Linked DNA regions of Cricetulus griseus: region 2 is linked to region 1. The links are chromatin contacts, called in public Hi-C maps. All regions are on one chromosome and are shown on one strand. The core of a region is the stretch at or near the end of the contact, and the rest is flanking DNA. Distances in the headings are between cores, read along the strand shown.

Region 1 (7,186 bases), core at 3,513-6,012:
TTTTCAGCAGTGAAATCAGAGGGAGCAATTTGTGTGGGTAGCCCTAGATTTTGTTGACAGGAGCCAGAGAGCCGGCTACATTAGAAAGACCCTCTGGTAGAAGTAGCCAGTTTTGCTCATCACATGAATAAGACACACCAGAAATCGGATCTTTAAACTGGGCTTTATTCAGAGTGCTGAGAATCTGGGAAGTCAGAGTGAAGTCTGCCTCAGCATCCTTCCTTCCTTCCTTCCTTCCTTCCTTCCTTCCTTCCTTCCTTCCTTCGTTTTGGATGGAGAACCAGGACAAGGCCAACAAATCAATTCAAAGTTTAGTCTTGTCCTTCTAGTCTGGTGGGTCTTGTTTTCATTATCTATTCACACCCTCCCGTCACAGCAGGGGAAGGTTTGCTAAGCCGCTTAGCCTTGGATTCCATCTTACCCATTTGGGCGACATCTAGATCGAAGCTTAACTCAGAACAAGCAAACTGCCAGTGGTGTGCAGGTGCCAAAATGCTTCCAGCGTGCCTGTGTAGATTCTCCTTCCTACAGAGTGATGTCTAAAAGCACTCCTAGAACATATGTGGTTCCCCACCACCGTGCCCATTTCCCAGCGGCAGACAGGTACCAGGCAGCCGGAAGTGGCTCTGAGCGGGTAGAAAGGACTGGGGTCACGAACAAGGAGAGACCTTCCTCCTGCTAGCTTCCTGTGTGGACTCCAACAGCACTTCACTGTTGTTCGTCTTCTGTTATGCTGCGTCATCCTGGGAGTCCCCTCCTCCCTCACAGGAACCCAAGCTGTGCTTCCAGGGACATATCCTAGGCATTTCTGTAGATGCACCCCAGCTTCAGGGCACACAGTGCTAGTTCTTCCCAAACAGCCTATTTCTCTTGCAAAACCTGCTTTGGCTGCTGCTACCAATGTCTGCTTGTCAGGGGGGCAGTAAATCTCCAAGTCCTGCTCTCTTGCTTTCCGAAATTATGTCTGGTCCTCGAGTCTAAGAGCACTCCCATAATTCAAACCCCTAGACACCAGCCTCACTCACCTGTTTCCAGTGCTTTCTAGGTGGGTTGTTGCTATAACCTGCCCTGGCTTGCCACTTCTGCACACCTTCCTTTTGTTACCTTCTAGAATCTTCTAAAACAAGGTAAATAATGGTCTGGGGATGTATCTTACTTGGTAGAATGCTTGCATAGTATGCACGAGGCCCTGGGTTTCATCTCCAGCACCACATAGATGAGCAGGCTGGAGCATGCAGGTGCACACTGGTGCACACCTGTATTCCCAACACCTGGGAAGTGGAAGTAGGGAGGTCAGATGTTCAAGGTCATCCTTGGCTACAGCAAGTTCAAGGCCAGCCTGGGGTTTCTGAGATCCTGTCTCGATGTTCAAAAATAAAACAAATGACAAAAACTACCACCACCAAGAGGCAGATTATAAAGGTCCAACCGCCCTCCTCCTCGGCTTCCAGTTGCCTGTGGAACAAAACCGAATCCTGTCGTGCACACCACGCACTGCTATCCCTTCATGCCTTAGAGTGTGATGTCCTCTCTGGTTTAGAAGGACCCTTTCCACATCAGCAGAGGCTGAACATTCTCACCAAACACTCCACATGCTCTCTTAGAATAGATGGGCCATTAGCAGAAGGTAGAGGTGTGTGCGTGTGTGTGTGTGTGTGTGTGTGTGTGTGTGTGTGTGTGTGTGTGTGTTTCCAGGCTCATGCCTTGACGGGCAAATTCTCCATATTTCTCCCTCTCCCTAGCACTTCAGTCAGAAGTACACACAAGAATGAGGGACCACTGATGGTAGTGGCCTGAATGACTGAGTCATGTGTGACACCCAGGGAGGGACCTGGATGTTGCTGAACTTGATTAGCACTTGGAAAGGGAAATTAACCTTTGTGGGATTCAACTGTGTTACCACAGTGTGACCCAATATGTCCTGACTAAGACTCTCACTTTCTTCCAGTTAAAATTTCCATCTTTAGTGGGATATGGGGTGCAAACCTGAAATGCCAGCACTTGGGAGGCTGAAGCAGGAGGGCCGTGAGTTTGAGGCTGGCTCACAATGGGCTTCAGAGTGTGTTCCAGGACAGTCTGGGTTACACAGAAAGAACCTGTCTCAAACAAACCCAAAGACAAATAGAGAAAACCTTTCTCCTTTTAAGGACCTCTTAAATGTTCCCTCCCACTCCCTCCCCCCTTCCTTTTTAAATACTTATTATTTATGTGTGTCTGCATGTGTTTATGTACACCATACACATGCAGGTGTCAGTGGAGGCTGAAGAGGGCATCAAATCCCTCGGAACTGAAATTGCAGGTAGATGTGAGCCCCCGATGTGGTTGCTAGGAACCAAAGCTAGATCCTCTGCGAGAGAAGCAAGTGCTCTTAACTGCTGAGCTATCCCTCCAGGCCCTGAATGCTACTCTTCTTAAAGTCTCCCAGAACCAGCCCCTCCCTAGTGAAGATTAATTCCTTCCCTTTGGGCTTATGCAGCGTATGTAACTTAGGTTCATTTGACACTTAATACTAACCTTTATGGTTGCTTATGTGTGTGCAGTGACAGAATGGTCAGGGGATATGAATCCTAGAGCCAGACTGATTGCTTTCTCACCTCAGTCCTGCCGGTTGTCATTACTGAGAAAAGCTGGCTAGAAACAAGCCAAGCTAAAGCCTGGCATGCATAAATAAGAATAAGTCTATGCATTTATTTGGGAGCTGGTGGTGGGCCACCAAGGAATAAAATAAAAAAAAAAAAGACTACAGTTGACAGTTAATGTATTTTCTTTTTCATCTACTTATTTTATTCTAGTTTTTCTTCCTTTCTTTTGAGTCATCATTTCCTACTGTTTTATTCTTTTTCTTACTCATTTTTCATTATGCATTATTTTCCTTTAGGCATTATCTTGGCAATTAGACACTATGTAATTGCATTAGTTACTTTTCTGTGGCTGTGATAAAACACCATGACCAAAACCTACTTACAGAAGAAAGATTTTATTTTGACATATGGTTCCAGAGGGATCAGAGCCCATTATGGCAGGGAGGCATGATAGGCAGAGAACAGGCAGGGAGGCATGGTAGGCAGGCAGGCAGGCAGCAGGCAGCAGGCAGCAGGCAGCAGGCAGGGAGGCAACAGGCAGCAGGCAGCAGGCAGCAGGCAGCAGGCAGCAGGCAGCAGGCAGGGAGGCAGGCAGCAGGCAGCAGGAAGGCTGGCATGGTGGCTGGAGCTGAGCGCTCACTTCTTCAAGCACACGCATAAACCAGACAGATCACGATGAAGTGAGGCCAGGCTATAAGCTCTCAAAGCCACCCCCAGTGATGTACTTCTTCCAGCAAGGCTGTACCTCCTAAACCACCAAACAGCGCCACCAACTGGGGACCAAGTGCTCCAGGACCTGAGCCTACGGGGTGTTTCTCCTTCCCACCGTTACAGCAATGTTGACTTATTTACTTATTTCTGACGAATGTAAGATCACATTGGTAAGTTTCTCGGTATTGCTAAAACTGTAGAAGACTTGAACATTTTTCATCTGTGCGGCTGTCACATGGTCCTGCTTCTATACCTATATTAAACTCTACAAGGTGTTATAACTCTTGGCTTGATGCCATGCTCATCAGCCAGCGTCATGCTTAGATTTGCCCTTCCTGGCACTTTCATTCCTTCCTGCATTTCCATGTCTCTGACTAGGGTCACACACTTTCATTGTGAAGATCTGTGACTAAGAAATTATTTTGAAGGCTGTTGCTTATTGCTTTATGAAACCAGCAGAAAATTATATTTTATACAAATAGTGTGCCCTTTCCCTATGGAGTGATACTATTTCACTCCAGATACACGGAGGAGGACCTACGCCCTCCCCCAAATGATGTGACAGACTTTTCTGATTCCCCCATGGAAGGCTTCACCATCCTTGGGGAGTGGGTGGGGGGTGGGTTTCCGGGATAGGTAGGGGGCATGGGAGGGAGAGGGAATGGAGGAATGATATATAAAATGTTTGTAAATTATTTTTAAAAAGTAGATAAAAAGTGAAAAATAAAAAAAAATAGTATGCCTTTTTCTTTTCTCCATTTGATATTCCGTGCATTCTCAATTGAGGACCAGTGTCATATCTCACTTAGGGTGAGGGCAAAGAAGCTGAAAAAAGCACTGATTGAAATTACTGAATGAAGGCGAGGGAGTCAACACATCATGTATTAGAATTCCTACATCATATATATATGTGTTACATATAATCATATATATACATATATAATACATATATAATCATATATATACATATATATAATAGGTGGAAATGTCAGATTTATTCAGAAAAGAAAATATACATGCCAATAGATTTTCACAAACAGAATGAGGCACATATACATTAAGCATTAAATTGTATTCAAAGAATCAAAATTACTTACTATCCAAGCAGATGGCTTCCTAAAGAAATGTGTCTGACTTCTCACTCTGTGGCTGTCTTCCCTGGACCTCCCTGATTGCCCCATCTGTGCCCCATCGTCTTGCCAAGGTGCCTACCTCAATTCAGTTCAACGCTGCTCAGGCAAAACTGTGCCAGGGGCTTCCAGCCAGCCTTCTGGCTTCCTCAGCACTTTATAGAGAAAGACCCTTTCTCTAGGACCCTCATTAGCATGTCTTTCTACATGTTGTTCCCTGAGCTGCTCTGGAGCCTGGGAGTCTGGCTGCTCTGAGCGGTGGCCTGTGCATGGCATCAGGGGCTCCCTCTGATTGTACCATTTGTCAGCTGTGTCTTGGTGTCCTGTACCAATTAGGTCTAGAGAGGCTGCTGGCTGGGGTGCCTGCTCTGGCAGCTGTAGCTTGAACTCTTTTGGAGGGAAGACTGGACATGAAATCTGAGTGGCCGGCATTCATCAAGCGCCTATTGTGAGAGCCTCTGGGCAAGAGTTCTACAGAGTGTTTCACTCTCCTTCGCAACTCTGTAAAGAAAATGCTATTAGTCTCCAATTGTTCAGTGGTGTGTGTGTGTGTGTGTGTGTGTGTGTGTGTGTGTGTGTGTGTGTTTTGCAAAAGTTTGTGAAGACAACTTTGATGTAATTCCTCAGGAACGGTCCACCTTAGTTTTTGACACAAGGCCACTCACTAGTTTCCTGGAACTTGCTCTTTAAGCTAGAATGACTAGCCAGATGGCCACAGAGATCTGTCTGCCAATGCTGCCCCAGAGCTGGGATGATAGGTGCATGATACTGTGTCTGGCTTTTTAAAAAGTTGTTGATTTATTTTTATTTTTTTATACTTACTCCTCAGCATGGTGTCACAAGCCTTTAATCCTAGCACTTAGGAGAGAGAGAGAGAGAGAGGGAGGGAGAGAGAGAGAGAGAGAGAGAGAGAGAGAGAGAGAGAGAGAGAGAGAGAGGCAGATCTTTGTGAGTTCAAGGTCAGTTTGGTATACCTAGTTTCAGGACAGTCAGAGCTACATTGTGAGACCCTGTCTCAAACAACAACAAACAAAAGTAATTTGTTTCATTTTTGTATAGGAGTGTGTGAGTATTTTGCCTGCATATGCTTATGTGTGCCACGTGTGTTTTGCCCTTGGAAGTCATAAGAAGAAACTAGAACTCCTGGCATTGGATTTACAGATGGTTGTGAACATTGTGTAGGTACTGGGGACTGAACTGGAGTTCTCTGCAAGAACAAGTGCTCTTAACCACTGAGCCATCTCTTCATCTCCTGCACCTGCCTTTTTACATGGGAGCTAGGAGGTGAACTCAACTCCTCATGCTTGCACAGCAAGCACTTTACTCCTGGATCCATTTGTCCAGACCCCACTCTTCAATTTTAAAGAGAGAAACTCACAGAAAAAGCATTGTGCTCATGACCACCCTGCAAGGAAGTGCAGAGAGGATCTAGACCAGGTCTAGCTCTTGCTCTTTGCTCTAGGGCTAACCTCATCTTTAAGGCTTGTCATTGTGGCTGCTACTCTGTGACTAGGTAGTTTCTCTATTCTCTGAAGGAACAGGAGCTGGATAGGAACTTGGAGCCTACTCAGACCGCATCCCTCATTTTATTGATGAATGTCCCAAGACTTGGAGCAGGTTAGTGAACTCGCCAATGTCATGCTGCAATGAATGGCAGATCCATAATTGGTTGTGTCTGTTTCTTCTTTTTTCAACTATTGTACTTCTCCTGATGGCTCTCATCAGAGGACTACTCCCATGATAGAGCTTTGGCCCTCTCGTGGACTTAGTCAACTTTTCAATCCCTGTCTCACCCCCCCACCCCTTACACAGCAAGGTGTTTGTTTCTACCTCAGATTGCCAGTGGCTGCTTTTGACTTTTCAGTTGGAGCACTCAAGCCTGACCATGACCTTCCTTTACCCAGATTGTGGTTTTCTCCCACCCATTTCCATCACCACAGTGACAGGAAGGGATGAAAGCCACGGCCTTGACTCAGAGCTTGGCTTTCTGTGACACTCAGTAGCTTAGGACTCTAGTCTGTCTCAGGCTCAGAGTGGACCTGGGAGATTGTAGCTATTCCCTGGAAGGACAGTAGTCTTCACCTTCCTTAGGGTGATGATGTCTCTCCTACTCTCTGGCACTCATGGAGGTTGCAATGCGGAGGCCACACGAGCATCTGCTCCTGGGGACAGAACCCAAACCAACCAGAATGGATCCATCTTTGCTTAGCTATCCATGCAGCAGGTGATTCTACACAATAATGCCTTCTGTGGCTCGACAAGAGTTCATGAAAGTGGCATAATAAAAGTGGTACTGTGATGATGACTAACCTTATGTACCAACTCGACTAGGTGGATGGATGTCAAGATAGCTGGAGGAAAATTATTTTGACATATTATTATGTACAGTCTGGAGAAGGATCCACAATAACCATATTTTCAGTCCCAGATAAGTGAGCTTATTAAGTGTATAGCAAGACAAAGTAAAAGACCAAATAACAAATGGTAGACAGACAGTAAAGCGTCACCAAATTGGGCTCTCTTGCTTTGTTTCATCCATACCCACTTTCCAGTCACTCCAAAATTCCCTATGCTTCTGCATGGTAGCCTCCACCTCTCCAACTTCGCTGTTAAAGCTCCCTCTGCTGGAAGCCTCTGTCTCATCTTTTCATCCTTCTTTGCCTCCTCTCCTTCCTTCCCTTTCTGGATGACAGGATCTCATGCAGGCCAAGGTGGTCTTGAATTTACCATGAATCTGAGCTTGAACTTCTCAATCTCCTGTTT
Region 2 (7,186 bases), core at 3,512-6,011, 260 kb before region 1:
TCCTATCTCAAAAGACAATAAAAAGAATAATTTTTAGGGGCTAGGAACATAGTGCAGCCAGTAAAATGCGTGCTGCAGAAGCAGAAAGACTGGTGTTTGAGCCCTAGAGCCCACATAAAAAGACTGGATGAGGAAGGGTGTGCAGGACGTCCCACTGCAGGACAGTGGAGGCAGGCGGGGCCCTAGGGCTCTCTGGCCTAATCGAGGAGTTCCAGGCCAGTAAGAAGCTCTGTCTCAAGAGAAGGGGACAGAACCTGGAAACTACAACCCAGGTCGCCCTCCGCATGCATGCTCACGCGCGTACAAGTAAACCACACATGTTTATAAACCCAGACAGTGTTCCATTTTCCATCACCTTTGAAGTCAGAGACACATACAATATAGAGACCTCATCCCATCTAGGGACACCAATAAGCTGCCAGTAGCCTTCCACAGGTGCTGTTTTCTACATGCAATAATTTTGTCCCATCCCATACAAAACCCAGAAATAATCCTGAAAGTAGATGATCAGGTAGGAATGTAAAGGCCTGGCCAGAAGTCCCAACTCTGGGCCACTGAGCTAAGGGTTTTTCAAAGGCAGAAGTGCTAGAGACAGGAATGGGGGAGTGAAGCTTTGCCAGCTGACACCACATCTGTAGCAATCCATCACTTGTCTCCTAGGATCCAGAAACTGCCGCGGCTGCTAGTGGCCTCCTCCGATGGACACCTTTACATCTACAATTTGGACCCTCAGGATGGAGGGGAATGTGTCTTAATCAAAACCCACAGGTGAAGATCCTAATTGCCAAACAGCTGTTCAGGAACGTGTTGGGGACAGTGACCCACCCCAGTGTTCTTGCTCCCTCCCGGCAGTCTCTATGGCAAGCCTCCGAGCAGGCTCTGCTTCAGCTCAGTCTGTTGGCTACCCCCTTGCCTGCTGTCTGTTCCTTTTGGGACAGCGCCCAGACACATAACATAATAACCCAAATGAGATGTCCCCTGTTTAGCCTATCCCCCTGGCACAGCCCTGAAGAACACAGTGAATAGTCAAAAATGTTCACAGAGTCATATGTCAAAGTTCCTAAGATTCTGTGACATGTGCAGGCTGACCAGTGGTGGACTGGATACCTTGAGCTGCCACGGCACCTCACCCAAGACCTTGTGAGCATGTCTGGCCTGAAAACACCAGACGAGCGGAGGGCGGGGCTTCGCTTACTCATATAAGTGATGGATCATGTTGAAGGTGCATGGCTGACCTACTTGGGTACATGCTGATCTGACAGTGTCCTGTCAGGTCTGTAATTTACTCTCAAACAGCAAAGTGCGAGCCGCCTCGCCCTTTTCCTCGTGAAGGTGTTCTGGAGATGCGCTGACTTCTTGTATCCTTCTTCCTTTCTGATTGCTGCAAATAGTTTGCTCAGCTCAGGAACAACAGACGAGAACAAAGAGAATGACCTCAGACCTTCGGTACCTCCATCTTACGCAGCAACTGTAGCGAGGCCCAGCACATCTGCAGCTTCCACTGTGCCAGGTGAGTGGCTGGCCGTGGGGTCCCCCCCCCCAGGGCTGCCTTCTCCTCATGCTGTTATCTTAGGCTGAGCACTGTCCGTGTTCACTGTGTTATTTCCTCACTGTGAGGCCTGGAAATAGTCTTCAACCTCAGGTCACTAGCACTGGAGGGTGTAGCCCAAGGTTTGTTTTCCCCCTCCCTCCCTTCTTTCTTTTTGTTTGCTTTCTTTAAGACAGGGTCTCACGATGTAGACCAGACTGGCCTCAAACTCACAAAGATCCACCTGCCTCTGCCTCCCTGTGCTGAGACTAAAGGCACCAGTTAATAAGCAGTAACCCTTTGCTTCTTGAAGAGTTCCAAAGAGCCCGAGTTTCAGATGGGAAGTGGATGAGACCTGCCTGCCTCTCAGGGCTCAGGGGCTAGATTGAGGAGAGGATTTAGAATCACCTGAGCCGACCCTCTATTTGGAAAGCAGAGATGCATCCCCCATTGCTTCCATTTTCCCCTTTTCTCAGGTCCTGGCCCTCCAGCACCCACCATGGAGTGCCCACCCACCATGGGGAGCCACCTGTTTCATTTCTAACTCTTGCTTCCAGGTTACTCTGAGGACGGTGGGGCACTCCGAGGAGAAGTTATTCCAGAACACGAGTTTGCAACGGGACCAGTGTGTCTTGACGATGAGAATGAGTTTCCCCCTGTGAGCATTCGGAACCCTTAACAGAGTTACTCCATCTGTGTGCCTGGAAGAAAGCAAGCTTTGCCTCCACAAGAGGCAAAGTCACTGCCCCGTGCTCTAGCTCCTAACCACTAATCCTCTTTCAAATGCTCAGAGTCCTAGGGCACCCACTTTGCAGTTTCAGACCCCAGTTGGTGTGGTGCTTGAAGCCTGATAGCAATACCATAACCAAATACTAACCTGGGTCACCAGAGGCCCAGACTCCTTGCCTCTGCCTCTGTGCCTACACTGCCTTTGCTGCTTGTGAGGTCGGGGTTTCTGCCTGGTTTTCCAAGGTGCCTAGGAATGCCCTTGTAGGATGCTGCCTGTTACTTGTTACTGAGTTAAAGGGGCTAGGTCATGTCTGGGACTCTGAGCTGGCTACAGGAGGAGCCCTGCCTGCAGCTCTGGCTTTGCACTCTTGAACATCCCCAGGAGCTTCGGGCACTCCCCAGGAAACCAGATGTATAAAGCCAGTGTGGGTGGCATGAGCTCACCTGGACACCTTCAGCAAGGCTTCCCAGCAACCTACTTCAGCTTGCTGGTAGTAAGAGACACCATGGGTGGCTGAGCACTGGACTTGGCTTCTACCAATGGCTGGAGGAAAGACTCTCCCCCTACCCTGGGGACTGTCAGGGCCTCCTTAGCTGCTACATCTTCAAGCAGTGTGCACCCCTCCTGTGAATTTCCGTTAGAAAACACACTAGTGGCTAGGGACGTGGCTCAGTTCGTAGAGTGCTTGCCCACGTAGGAAGCCCGGGGTTCAGTTCCCAGCAGCACATTAAACTGAGTGTGGTCGTGCACTCCTGTGATTCTAGTGCTTGGGAGATGGAGGCAGGAGTGGAGTATCAGACATTCAGGCTCATCTTGGCTACATAGTGAGCTCAAGACCAGCCTGGGCTACCCAAGGCCCAAACAAACAAACAAACAAATCCCAACAGGCAACTTGAAATTGTTTCAGATGGATACAATGCCATATCAGGACTTAGGGAATAGAAGGGAGTGCTCCTGTAGGCCCTGAAGAGGGTGAGGCCCCCTTTTCGTGTGAATAGGAGGTATATGTGACTTCCATATTGGCTTTGTAGATTGCAGTTTGAAATTTACATTTTTGGACTTGGATAAGCAAGTTGACAAACATATTGCCACCAAGTGACATTAATATAGTAATGGTAGGAAGGAGTAGTTTTTTTTAACAAAACAAAAAAACTATGCATTTTAAGGCAGCCATTGGCCTACTGCCTAAACCAGTGGTACCTTTGGGCTTCCACAGTGCCACCTAGAACTATAAGGAGATTTTATGTCTTCTGAAAGTTAGTGGTTATTTGACTGTTTAACTGACATTACATCTCCCCAGAGCCACAGCATTCTAGGTCAGACAATGGGGACAAACATGACCAGAGCATCCTAGTCTGCCTAGGTCTGATGCTCGATTGGTTCTGTTTTAGCAATTTTGGTAAAAATCTGAGGCTGCTGTAGAAGACTGATACATCTCAAATTAGTCTTCACTGTAATCAGAGCAGAACTTGCAACTTCCTGTGCTTACAGAATTAGAGTAATTTGAACAATGGCATGTAGGAGGTGGTCTCTTGCTGAAGGAACCCTGTATAAAATAATAACCCCAGTAAGCCATTTTCCTGGTGGGGAGGAGGATCAGGGATGCTTAATTTAGGAACTTGTGTTGAGGGGTGTGGATTAATGATGGTATATAGGCCTAGCATGTAAGAAGCTCTGCGTTCCATGCTCAGCCTCCCCCATATACACACCATACACACACACACACCCAAAACTACTAACGTTCAAATGTGTCGCAGGCATGCTCACCTAAACACTGCTAGGACATTGGATACAAACTAGTTGTCCCATCTTCCTCTTAAAGAGCAAATTTGTGAAAGTTGGCTTAAACTGCATTTAGAATTCTTGTCTAGGCTAGGGATGTGGGTAGCTCAGGGAATGGGCACTGGGTCCATCCATGACCTCAAAAAAAAAAAAAAAAAAAAAAGTTTATACACAAATTCTCCCTGCCAGTAGTGTTTGTCAGTAAACAAGTTCCCTGAACTGTTAGAGTCCAGCTATGGTGGTGGCCTCTGGGTGCCTGCAGGTGCTGGGTGTCATGGGTGCCTCCAGGCCCAGACTGTTCCACAGCCTGCAGGCCGATGGAGAAGAGGAGCCAATGTTCCAGCTGAGGTCCTGGGTCAGCAGCAGGCAGGCTCCTCTGTCTCCAGGCACAACGAGCAGAGTCCAGAGTGCTGCTGGGCTGCTGTTCAGTGCAGCCGTCTCAGTCATGCCCCTGTAGCCTGAGTGTTGGACTGGGCTTCCTAGGAAAGCCCCCTCTCCCTGGCTGATTCTGAACCACACACCTCTTGCAAATACTTTCCCAGAATGCCCATTTTTTCTCACCATTCTTTAGAAGCTTCCGAGACTACAAAAGGATCTGTGGAGTCTCAGCTTAGCAAAATCACTTCCCTTTTTGGTGGGAATATTGGGCTCACTGGTGGAGTCAGCCTCCAGCCCCTGGGCCTCTGCCTTAAGCCTGTGAGTCATCACTAGCTCCCTTTACAAAGTAGACCGCCACTGCCCTCCCTCCCAGTGTCACTTTCCTCTTTGGGATTGAGTTCGCTTGGAGACCAGCAGGAGAAAAGCAAGCCTATCATCTCTGGTGCCCTGGGAAAGGCTTTGAGGAAGGCCAGCAGCTTTTGCTTCATTAGCAAGCCAGCATGCAATCTGTACTCTGTGACACTACCCTTAACCCAGTGAGTGAAAGAAAGAACAGCTTCTCAGACCAAGAGCCTATGCTGACGTGTTGTGTTCTTTTTACAGCCATTTTAGCAGTCCATGTTTACAAGTAGGATGAGCCTTTAGAAAAAAGCACCACATGTACATACAAAGCATACATGTGGACACATGCAGTTTCTAAACAGTATTGTTAGGATCTGTTCACAGTTGTCCACACCTACATAAGTTGGGTGGATTTTTCCATGGCCATGTGTGAGGGTCAGTCTGTGGTCATGTATAAAAGTTTCAAAAGATTTGGCCTCCCCTGCTGACCCACACAGCAAAGACCAGTGGGTAACCCAGCCTGCCTCCCCCAGCCTCTTCCCGAGGAGAGTAAGGCCCTTCTGTTTTGATTTTGGTAGATAATCTTGTGCCGCGGAAGTCAGAAGGGCAAAACGAAGCAATCCTGACAAGAAGCGCACCCCAGAAGTCAGGACACCCCCTGTCGGGTGGTTTTGGAGAAAACAAGGACAGTGGAAGAAACGGAGTGCAATCAGTTGTGTGAGCAGAGAGGGAAGGGAGGCAGGAATCCCGGGTGCCTCTGCCTGAGCCATAGAACGTGGTCAGTCCCCTCAGCCGTGGCTGGACTGGGTGGGTGAGGAGAACGTTGGGGTCATGTCATGCTATTTAAAATACCTTCAAACCACAGTGTAAATGCTAACTAACCATATTGGTCTATAACCGGAATTTTATATTAAAAAGGGCATCCTTGTTAAATGTATGCTGTGTTTTAAAAAAAAGAAAGTACTTAGTAGGAAATCTCTTTGAATTGTGTTTCTTGTATATTACAGACATAAAGAGAGAGAAATTATTTTAGCCAGGCAAAGTATTTTTGCAGTGATTGGAATAAATCATTTATTACCCTTGAGTCCCATTTAGGACACTAATTAAACAAAATCATGGCAATGCATTTGTGAGTTGTTTACGTTTTTTGTTTTATTTCTTGGAAGTTGTGGGGGCTTGGAGGAAATCTTAAATCTTATTTTAAAAGATGATTTTTAATATATGAGTGTTTTGCCTACATATATGTATGTATATGCACCACGTGCATGTCTGGCATCCTCAGAGGCCAGAAGAGAGTGATGGGTCCTCTAGAGCTAGTGTTACAGTTTAAGCCACCATGTAGGCATTGGGAGCAGAACCCAGATCCAGTGCGCTTAACTGATGGGCCATTTCTTCAGCCCTAAACTCCTAAATCTTTATAGTCTGCCCATTTGACATTCACAAGAGAGAGGGCCCATGAGTTCTTCTGCTCCAGGGCCTGGGAAGACCTAACTTCCTTTTAGCTCTGTGTTATTCAAGGTGTCTCAAAGAAATACAGCAACAATGTAGTCTCCCAGACCTTCGTCCAGATCTTCTGGGCCATTCTGCATTTTGCAAGATCCCCACCATTTGTATGGGTATTGAAGATGGCTGAGCGCTACAGACCGTCAGAGTGAGTTTGCTCTCCAATGGACCAGTGAAACTGGGGACAAGGTAGAAACTGAAACTAATAAGACCTGCTTGGTCCTGGGAACATACACAGCAATGTCACGTGTTAACGTTAACCTTCAAAATCAACTCTGCAATTGGGATTTAAGTCATTGCCCAAGCTAAAAACCTGGGGCTTGGACCTGTGCCAAGACTCCACAGCCCACTAGTGCTTAATCATGCCTTGCCCACTGTACGGGCGCTGGATGCTTCTCAAACATGCATGTAGAGGAGCAGTCTACACAGGGAGAGGGAAGACTATGCCTTCCAAACCACATTGTGCAACTCCCTTCCCAAAGTAGACATCCATGGCCAGCATGAAGTTTGGAAGTGAACCTACCTGTCTACAGTTTCTAGATAGTCTTCCTCAGGGGAAAAATGACCTGTCACACAGTTTGGCAACGGCAGGCAATTTGGGAGGGGCTACAGCAGGGAGTCACCGAAGGGTCCTGAGAGTAGTCCGCTCGGGAGCTGTTGTCATCAGCAATGTCTTGAAGGACATCTGCAAGAACCCTGGTGACCTTTGGCAGCACCGCCTGGTACTCGGGGCTTCCTCTCTGTAGGGGCGCAGCTTCTGCAGCATCGTCTTCCAGGTTGAAAATGAGAGGGGAAGCGTGGAGTTGCTCAGGACCCGTGCTCCCATCACAAGCTTTGGCTCCCCCTACAGGAAGGATGGCCAAATTGTTAAAACCCAACCTTCACCCTGAGCTGCAAAAGACACACCAGTCCTGGGTATTGGA

Evidence for each region. A called contact is a pair of places that touch in the nucleus more often than the background predicts.
Region 2: a contact with region 1 is called in a Hi-C map of liver, with 3 times the contacts expected there. The contact joins two enhancer-like sites. A contact is called at or near these places in 5 of 8 Hi-C or Micro-C datasets (the CHL-YN cell line, the CHO-K1 cell line, fibroblasts and 1 more).

What each region holds. Positions count from the first base shown.
Region 1 is chr7:122,170,702-122,177,887 of CriGri-PICRH-1.0, reverse strand. No RefSeq gene overlaps it. Among named protein-coding and RNA genes, the nearest start is that of Rgs9, 18 kb to the right of the region's middle. Within about 2 kb of position 4,762, at least 1 of the 6 cell types and tissues checked has open chromatin away from gene starts, as enhancers often do.
Region 2 is chr7:122,428,311-122,435,496 of CriGri-PICRH-1.0, reverse strand. Arsg (arylsulfatase G) reads right to left here. Exons shown (of 12, transcript XM_027425812.2): 12 at 5,806-7,107. The coding sequence ends at 6,833. Wipi1 (WD repeat domain phosphoinositide-interacting protein 1) reads left to right here. Exons shown (of 13, transcript XM_027425823.1): 10 at 661-768; 11 at 1,392-1,510; 12 at 2,086-2,186; 13 at 5,339-5,886. The coding sequence ends at 5,386. Among named protein-coding and RNA genes, the nearest start is that of Wipi1, 35 kb to the left of the region's middle. Within about 2 kb of position 4,761, at least 1 of the 6 cell types and tissues checked has open chromatin away from gene starts, as enhancers often do.